Regions from separate parts of the Pan troglodytes genome. Here region 1 is linked to region 2. A link is a contact called in public HiChIP or PLAC-seq data. All regions are on one chromosome and are shown on one strand. The core of a region is the stretch at or near the end of the contact, and the rest is flanking DNA. Distances in the headings are between cores, read along the strand shown.

The links. HiChIP or PLAC-seq counts read pairs in DNA pulled down with a chosen protein or histone mark.
Region 1: an H3K4me3 HiChIP or PLAC-seq map of stem cell-derived excitatory neurons shows a contact between it and region 2, with 5 times the contacts expected there. The contact joins two enhancer-like sites. A contact is called at or near these places in 3 of 7 Hi-C or Micro-C datasets (induced pluripotent stem cells and stem cell-derived neural progenitor cells) and 1 of 1 datasets of contacts at active chromatin or transcription factors (stem cell-derived excitatory neurons).

What each region holds. Positions count from the first base shown.
Region 1 is chr2:163,398,504-163,403,179 of NHGRI_mPanTro3-v2.0_pri, reverse strand. It overlaps C3H3orf80 (chromosome 3 C3orf80 homolog), which reads right to left. Exons shown (of 1, transcript XM_003310072.5): 1 at 826-4,676. The coding sequence starts at 3,412. The coding sequence ends at 2,669. Among named protein-coding and RNA genes, the nearest start is that of C3H3orf80, 8.1 kb to the right of the region's middle. Within about 2 kb of position 3,264, at least 13 of the 24 cell types and tissues checked have an H3K27ac peak or open chromatin away from gene starts, as enhancers often do. A contact at or near this core is called in stem cell-derived excitatory neurons, where this site is marked.
Region 2 is chr2:163,214,631-163,218,912 of NHGRI_mPanTro3-v2.0_pri, reverse strand. No RefSeq gene overlaps it. Among named protein-coding and RNA genes, the nearest start is that of IL12A, 51 kb to the right of the region's middle. Within about 2 kb of position 2,537, at least 6 of the 24 cell types and tissues checked have an H3K27ac peak or open chromatin away from gene starts, as enhancers often do. A contact at or near this core is called in stem cell-derived excitatory neurons, where this site is marked.

The DNA.
Region 1 (4,676 bases), core at 2,015-4,514, 180 kb before region 2:
CCAGGCAATCCAGGTTACAAACACACAAGTTCTGTGTGTGTTAATATGGTGTGTTATATGTGTATATATTACCATGAGACATGCTCATTTATTAATAAAATACTGTTTTAAAGAATTTTTCCACAAAATTATGCCTGAACAAAATTGTCCTTGGTAAATCAATGGATTGCAAGAAAAAAAACGCCACAGTAGAGTCAAACTCATTTCTATTGAACTGAGGGATGTGAATAAAAGCTTGTGGGTTGGGCAGATAAAAAACAGGTGAAAACTTGTCATTTTAAAATTCAGTAGAACCTCATTGTGTGATTGGTATCAAGTGTAATTACCACTTCATAGACATTCTAGATTTTAGGGAGAGAAATGTTCCATAGTTGATAAAAGAGAAATATACTTGATCCGCATTGTAAGTATTTTTCATAGGATTTTGTTGAATTTCTTTAAGATGTTATGGTAACAACATATAGACTATGCTTCATATACTGGCACAGGTATTTGGATATTTAGGTTGATGTTTCAGATACAGGTAACATTTGTGAACTGTGTAAAACAGTGTAACCTCAAAGAATAAATTATTTTTTAAAATATGGCAACTTTCCAGTTTGTTTGAATGGTGAGTAGTATTGATAGCCACATATAACAAAAATACATGGTATTTGAGTAACATTAATATGTGATTATCTATATAATGTAATTAAATTTTGTACCATTCTCAACTGATATAGCCTCAACTCCTGATACTTTTGTCAATTCACAGCTCAAATTGCTTTAAATGACAAATAGACATATTTCATATTTTGATACACTACCATATAGCCACACATCTGATAAAATTTGCACAGAGAAAAGATTTTAATGTTTTGCTATTTTTTAATACACTTCAAATGATTTTTCTTTAGTCACAAGGTCATTAGTTTTTAGAAGTTTAAAGTAAACCATTTTCTTTTATTACAATTCAGACATTTAAAAAATTCTCAGAACTGTCAGACTTTTTCAACCAGCCTTTAAAAATTTAATTAAATAATTTTCTTCAATACAAGTCAGATATTTTAAGATTTTTCAGGAGCATCAGACTCCTTCAATCAGAAGAACAATGTTCTAAAAACATGTATGAGATCCACGTGTGTAATCGTTCTTGATATAACAACATTCACCTTTTCCCAAGCAGAGAAACCTTTCGTATTTTTCCTTCTCCTTTCAGGTGAATGACAAACTGTAATAACAATATTATAAACAATGTGTATATAGTACATGGACAATATGCATATGTACATTACACACAATGTATTAAAATATGTTATATTATCTTTTACTTTTAAAGGGCATGTCACAGAACAGGAAACTGATACAATGACACTTGTTTCTTAAGAGAAGCTGATTGAATCCTTCTGTAGCACATTACTGCACAATTAATGGCTTTAAACGAAAGTTACAAGTCGTAAGTTCTTATGTTTTGGATCATGTTGTGGAATGTATTCCAAATGAAAAACGGAGGAGAAAGTGCACAACATCATATGCTTCATGGTATGGCATATACATGTCAATTATTTTTACATATAACTATGTGATGAATGATACAATTAAAAGCTATACTACATAATGCATACAGTTATTATTATAAAAAGTTATATATTATGCCACAGTACTAAAAATAAAATATATTCTTCTCAAATAGTGAAAATAAGATATCCTTCATGTTTTTTATGTCACATATACTTCCTCGTTTGACCATACCTGTTTTTCTTTTTTAATGAAATAATTTAATGAATTATTAAACAATAATGACAGAGTATGGGCAATTTCCTGACCATTAATGGCCTACAAAAAGTGATAAGACGATTACCTTGTCGTGAATTTGCTGAAATACCCTCCTGTTGCGTTCAATGCATGGTAAAAATATTAGAATAAAAGACAAATAAATATAAATACCTTCTCAGTTATTGAACAATCAAAAGTCCAGCCGAATGGATATACATGGTTGCTGTTCCCTGAGTAGGTACAGCAGCTAACCTTGTATCACAGGTGTCCCCCCTAGCCCACTCCCCGCACTCCACCTAATTGTGAAACACCAGCTGTGACTATTTGCTCGATCAGGAAGACACTGAGGGATTTTGGGGGGTCTGCCGCATGGCAGCGATTTCATCATAACCAAGTGGCGCTCTCCCACACCCACGTGCAGCAGTCCCCGGTCGCGGCTGGTCCTCAACGGCTCCTCGCCCTCTGCCCACCCTGGGAGACCTGTCCAGGCGGCAGGTAGGGAAAGGAGTGGAACTGCGGTCCTTTCCCTTCAGCCCTAAAGAAGACCGCCCTTCTCTCGACGCACCAAAGGGCTCACGTGTTCTCTTTGACTAGGGAAGCAGGCACTTACTAGTGAACCACAATACGAGGCAAGGCAGAGGGCAGGGACGTCCTTCGAAGGTGCGCTGGAGGGTCGCCTGCTGCCGCCGCACCCGCCGCGCGTGCCCCACGTTTCTTTGAACGGAATGAAACGCAGAGAAACATAAGATCCCGGGAGAACGCGAGGGAGACGAGTGACCCCAACCCAGTCGCGGGGTGCCGGGCAGTTAGGCCAGGGTGCCAGATAAGGTCTGAGGCAGTTGGCGGCGGCACCCCGGCCGTTGCTTGCCACCCGCAGCCCCCAGCCCTGCACCAGCAGCCGATCCCCCAGCGCTCAGATAAGGGGGTAGCGGCCCTCGCCGCCGTCGGGCTCCGCGGCGACCCCGCCTCGAGGGCGGCCAAGCACCGACACTGGCAGCACGACCTCCCCGGGGCTGAGCTGCTGCAGCCGCATGGACTCCTCGTAGGTGGGCAGATACTTGACCTCCTCGTAGCTGGGCAGCTGCAGGAAGACCGGCGACACTACACGCATCTCGTGCTCTGAGGCGCAGGAGGGGTCCGAGCGCCCGCCGCCTCCCCGGCCCCGGCCGCCGCCGCCACTGTCCAGCAGTGAGTCCTGAGAGCCGGCTGCCGCCTCGTCGCGCAGCAGAGCGGGCGAGTCGTCGTCGTCGTCGGGCGGCCCCGCGCCCCCCAGCGGTCCGGCGCCCCCCGGAGGCCCGGGCCGCTGTCCCGGGCGCGCCTGGCCGCGCGGGTACCTGCGTGGACTGGGGCAGATGATGCGCTGCAGGAAATAGCCGATGGCGAAGAGCACCAGCAGGATGAGTAGCCCGGAGAGCTTTCGGACGAACCAGCCCACGTTGTCCAGGAAGGCGTGCAGCGGCAGCTTGCAGCAGCGCACCGCCGTGGCGTTGGTCGCGTCGCAGCAGCGCTCCCGCTCGCCGCACGCCAGCTCAGCGCAGCCCCCGCCGCCCCGCGAGGGCGCCACCAGCGCCAGCGCCAGCAGTAGCAGCAGCGGCAGCAGAGGCGGCGGCGCCGGAGCCACCGACAGGCCCTCGGCAGTGACCCCGGGTCCCCACATGGCCCGCGCAGACCTCGGCTAACGTCCGGGACGGGAGGCTGGGGAGTCCGTCCGCCCTCGCGTCCGTCGGCCCCTCCCCGGCGCTCCGCTCGGGTCCCGCGCGCGCCGCCTCCCGCGCCTCAGCTACCTGCGGCCGGAGCAGTCCTCACTTGGCCACGCTTGGGCGGGAGGAGGAGCCCGCGGCGCGCGGAGGCTGCGGGAGGCGGCTGCTACTCGCGGCCCAAGCAGCTTCCCGAGCTTCTGACCTTAACCTCTCGCGCCCAACCGCCCGGGCCGGGTGCAAGGCTTCCGGAGCCTCCCTAAATGGCAGAGGCAGCCCGCGCGGGGCTGCCATGGGCATCTTGGCCCCGGCCGGCCGCGTTTTTCCTCCCTCGCCTTGTCGCTCTCTGGGACTGGAAGGGTTAACGCTCTGCTCTCAGCCCGGGAGCCCCTTGATCTTGATTAATTCAGCCTTCGCGCTTAGGCCCGCCAGACGGGCGGGGGCTCTCGCTCGCGTAGGTGTCTCCGTTTTAAATGATTGGATTTCCCCAGGAATGTTATTTAAATTGACTTGCGACTGGGATTCGCTTACCATCTTTCTTGTGATCTTCCGATTAAAAATAGATGATGGCCATTAATGGCTAGTGCAGTACCCACTGCTGTCCCAGAGTTTGGGGGTGGGGGGTGGAGACCGGCGGATATTTCTGCTTGCAGGCAGGTCCAGGGAGCTAGGAACCCGGGATTCCCAGGAAACCTCCAGAACAGGTAGAGAATTTCTCGTAGAGGGACAGGTCAGGGTACCACAGAGGTAGCCCCAGAGGGACAGGGAAGCGCTCTGTCAAGGTGACCTTAGTTGATTAAGGAGAAGTGAGGGGACGCATATTTTCCCAGTGGCTCATCCGACAAGCCCCCACTGAGTCCGAAGCACAGAGCAAAGATTTGGGTTGCCGGGCTGAAAGGAGACCCCTCCTTGAGCATAAATAACACATCGGTGAAATGTCTAAGGAGGTTACAAGTGATTGGCAACGTTCTTGAGCATTGATTTGCGCCTAAACGGTCTTTTTCAAGATTATTCTTGTTCGCAAAGTTTGACTTTAAAGGAAGTCTACGCTCCCAGTTAACATGGAACAGGGTTTACCTTGCCTTGGTTGTCACCATTCTCTGGGGAAGCCCGGTAGGGCACACAGCACACGTAAGGGGCGACAGTTACCGCGGTCCCTGACTGGCAGGCACATCTACATGGTGTAGTTAAGCTCTACCCCCGTGGTGGATAGAGCCATACCAC
Region 2 (4,282 bases), core at 1,288-3,787:
GTACCTAGATCAAACTCCTGGCATTTTGGTAACACTTTTTTTTTAGGTAAGGAAGTTGAGAAATGTTACAGGACTTCCTCAAGTTCCTACAGCCAGAAAAGGGCAGTGCTGGGTTGGAACTCCACTTAGCAGCTAAAGTTCATGTAAGTAAGCAACATGCTAGCTTGTCTTCCAACAAAACTATGTGAAAATGAACCCTAGCTCTTCACTTAAAGCCCAGCAGCCCTGTGTGAGCTATGTAATCTAAAAGAACCTCAGTTAGCTCATGTGGGAAGGGGGTGTAATATTTTTCTTGCACTGTTATTGGGATGTGTAAATAACATAATTTGTCAATGCTCTCCAGCCAGAAACCACTAGGAACACACCTATAGTTAAGAAAGTTGGGTTTAATTCTCATTGCAAAGAGGGAAAATGCGAACAATGGGAAACCCTGGGGGTGTCTCAGTGAGATGATGTTAGAAAATGTTATTAAAGGATTTGGGCTTTGGTTAGCTGCTTTGGGAGAAGTTGAAGAAAGCATAGCTTTTCTCTGGGTTGGATAGGGTCAGGAAACTGGGGTAATTCTATGAATGTGTATCCTCATAAATCTTACCCATAGGGAAAGCAGACTACACCAAGTCTGAAGCTGTAATTGGGCTGAGTGTAGTGGCCCATACCTGTAATCTCAGTGCTTTGGCAGGCTGAGGCAGGAGAATTGCTTGAGCCCAGGAGTTTGAGACCAGCCTGGGCAATGTGGCGAGACTCTGTCTCCACAAAAAATTTTTTAAAAATTAGCTAGGTGTTGTAGCATGTGCTGTGATCCCAGCTACTCAGAAGGCTGGGGTAGGAGGATTGCTTGAGCCCAGGAAGCTGAGGTTGCAGTAAGTCATTGTGCCACTGCACTCCAGCCTGGGTGACCGAACGAGACTCTGTCAGAAAATAAAAGCTATAACTGGCAATGAAGCAGCAGCCAGTTCTATTAGCCAAGACAACTGCTATATTTGTGTGTTTTCTTTTGTGGCTTGAACAATGTTTATGCTTTGTCTGTTTTCAGATATGATGTTGAAGTAGTCTTATTCTGGTCTAGATCCATCCTGGTCACAGAGGAGTCTTGTCTAATGGTGTTGTGGGAAATCGTTTATGTTCATGTTCAACAGGAGGACATGGCCCAGGGTAGTGCCAGGCCAGATCTATTTCAGAATATAAGGTATCCATCCCAGTGCTGGACTCACGGGTGTTGGAACCACAGGGGTTATGACTCTAATGGTGCTTACCCAAATGCCATCCCAGACCTCTGAGCCACAGTGACACAGGCAGGTGCATTCTGGAGAGGCTAAAAGACAGATGTCCCATCAGGGAGTAATGACTCATTATCCTCCTTAGCTTCTAACATTACACGAAGCCATTTCCATGAAGTCAGTGGTATTTCAGCCCAGGGAGAATTTTGGACACAGCAACGAGGGGCCTGCAAGTTAGATGACCTATCCTGTGATCTGCCTTTGCCTCCTTCATGGAGCAAATATGCAGTGTGTCTCAGAGCTGGGCTAGATACTGTGACACCCACCACCTCATGAAAAAGGCAGAGAAGCAAACAATCTAGCTGAAAAAATGTAAAAGCATGTAGTGTTCAGTGAGGGCAGTGGTGCCCACACTTTCCTATGCAATGGAATCACCTGTGAATCTTTCAAAACACTAATGGTTGGGGTCCCATCCCACTGAGTTAAGTGATCTGGGCTTCCACTCGGGCTTCCAGCTTTTAAAAACTCCCTGGGTGATCAATGTGCAGCCAAGTTTGGGTACTATTGGTTTAATCCATCATTTTTACAAGCTTGGCGGGGGTTGGGGGGGTGGGGGTGGAGGTGGGGAGTGGGCAGTGGAGGGTGTCACAGATGTTGAATTGGATAAAAGCTTTTGTCTCTCATTCCAGGCACTTGCATTTAGATGTAAAACCTGGCATAGTATTTCAGGGGATTTACAGATCCCAAGAAGTGAATCAGGGAACGCCTGTGGGCCTTGTGGTCCCCAAGTGAGAAAAGTCCAGCCGCAGGAGTGTCCACCTCCAATTGGGGTGACAGGAGCTCTCTGTCCTGTCCAGAATGGTGCTGGCCCTTTGTCTCAGTCTTTTTATCTGTAATAACAAAATACCCAAGACTGGGTAATTTGTAAAAAACAAAACAACAAGAACAACAAAACCAGGAATTTATTTCTCACAGCTTCTGAAGTCTGGGAAGTCCAAGCTCAAGGTGAAGCCTCCTCAGGTGGCAAAGAGCAGAAGCACAAAAGAGACCAAACTCCCTCCCTCAAGCTCTTTTACAAGAACACTGAGACATTCACAAGTGCTGAGTCCTCAAACCTACTAACCTCCTGAAGGCTACACCTCAAATACGGGTTGAATTTTCGCATGAGTTTTGAGGGACACCCATTCAAAGCATAGCACCCTTCGGCTTCAGAGAAGCTCCAGCCCTGTTGTCACCAAGCAGGTTCCCCCTAGGCAGAGCGCCAAGAAGCAGCCCAGGCGATCCCAAGGCGCACAAGTGCTCTCACCAGGCTGCGCGCTGGCGGGTCGGTGCACAGGGACGGGGTCGCCGCCCACGCGCGCTTGGTTCAGGGAGCCCAGGCTGTCCCTACCCGCGGCTACAAAAGCTCGCCGAGTCTTCCTGTCCACCCAATCGCCCCACATGTCAGCGGTTGGTCGCCTCGCGGTGCAGTGCTGGGCACGCGAGCCCCTCCCGCAGTCATTCTCAGCACAAGCACCAGCCTGGAGCCCCGCAGCGACAGAGCTGAGAGCCCCCAAGCCGCAGAGGTCGTGCGGAGCAGGTAAGCGCAGCCTCCTGGCTGGGGAGCCACGGAGGAGAAAGGGCGGCCGGGTCCCACGGCCCCGCCAACAGGACAGGCTATGCCCTTTCAGTACCCCCTCTTCCCTGGCTCTGTTTCTAATCTAGGAATAAACAAGAAAGTCCTTAGTCTTTGAAAAGAAAATGATTCCAAAATACAAAAAAAAAAAAAAAAAAAAAAAGTTAAAAAGTTAAACATCACGTTTGTTTGGCTTAAAATAATTATACATGGCTTGTAATGAGGGAAATCCAAAATTCACAAGCCTCTTGATTTAAAATAATTTAAATATCTTTGGTTTGGGATTATGTGGTTACTACAAAACATACCACAGCTGATGGGAAAGTGGTTTACTTCCCATTAGGTTGCAAATGTCTTAGAAACACACTCCTGGACCACAGCTTCAAGAGACGCAAGCAGTCACCTCATCTGCTGGTTTCCAAGCTGCCCTGCCAGAAGCAGGTCAGGGGTCCCACAGGGGTCCTCAGTAACTCCTCAAAATCCTCTCCCATCAATGGCCCCACCAGATCATCCCTACTTTTGAATGCTTGTCCAATGCAGGTTCCAGGTAAGATTTCCTTTCACAAGTGACTTCCATGGCTAAGGAAAAATTTAGCACTCTAGAACTAGTCCAAGCCCCTCTCTGCGGCAGTATTTATAAGCAGCGGAACCATCTTGTAGATTTCTAAGCTTGCTGGAAAATAAAACACTGCTATAAATGCATAGAGCCTTCTCCTTTGTGAAAAGGAAACTCCTGCCAGAGATGAAAGCAATAGCAAGGATAGCACTGTGCAGAGTAAGGGTGGCTAACGCCAGGCTTCCTCCTGGGGATTTACATCAGGATTGTAACATATTAGATGTAAATCCACCTGTGGGCTCCAGGGTGGATCTGGAGGTCCAGGCACCAGGGAGCTGGGGTCAAAACCAACTGTTGCTAAAAGTCAAGGGAATTATAACTAAGGAATAGGACGCTTTAAAATACGACTTGTGGCTGGGCGCGGTGGTTCACACCTGTAATCCCAACATTTTGGGAGGCCAAGGCAGGCAGATCACCTGAGGTCAGGAGCTCGAGACCAGCCTGGCCAACATGGCGAAACCCCATCTCTACTAAAAATACAAAAATTAGCCAGGCGTGGTGGCAGGCGCCTGTAATCCTAGCTACTAGGAAGGTTGAGGCAGGAGAATCTCTTGAACCCGGCAGGCGGAGGTTGCAGTGAGCCGAGATCACACCACTGTACTTCAGACAGAGCAACACTGTCTCAAAAAAAAAAAAAAAAGGCTTGTAAGTAAATAATGATACAAAGAAGATACATGAGCAGTGTCAAAAGGCAGGTTTATTTTTCTTCCCTTTATCCATAACTTAGGGATTCTTCAAATAGCTTAAGCAAAATATATCCAAGTTGTTAATCACCACATGCATGATGCTAGGTGGTTAATTTAATTGGTGAAATGGTTTTGTTGCTCCGTAGAG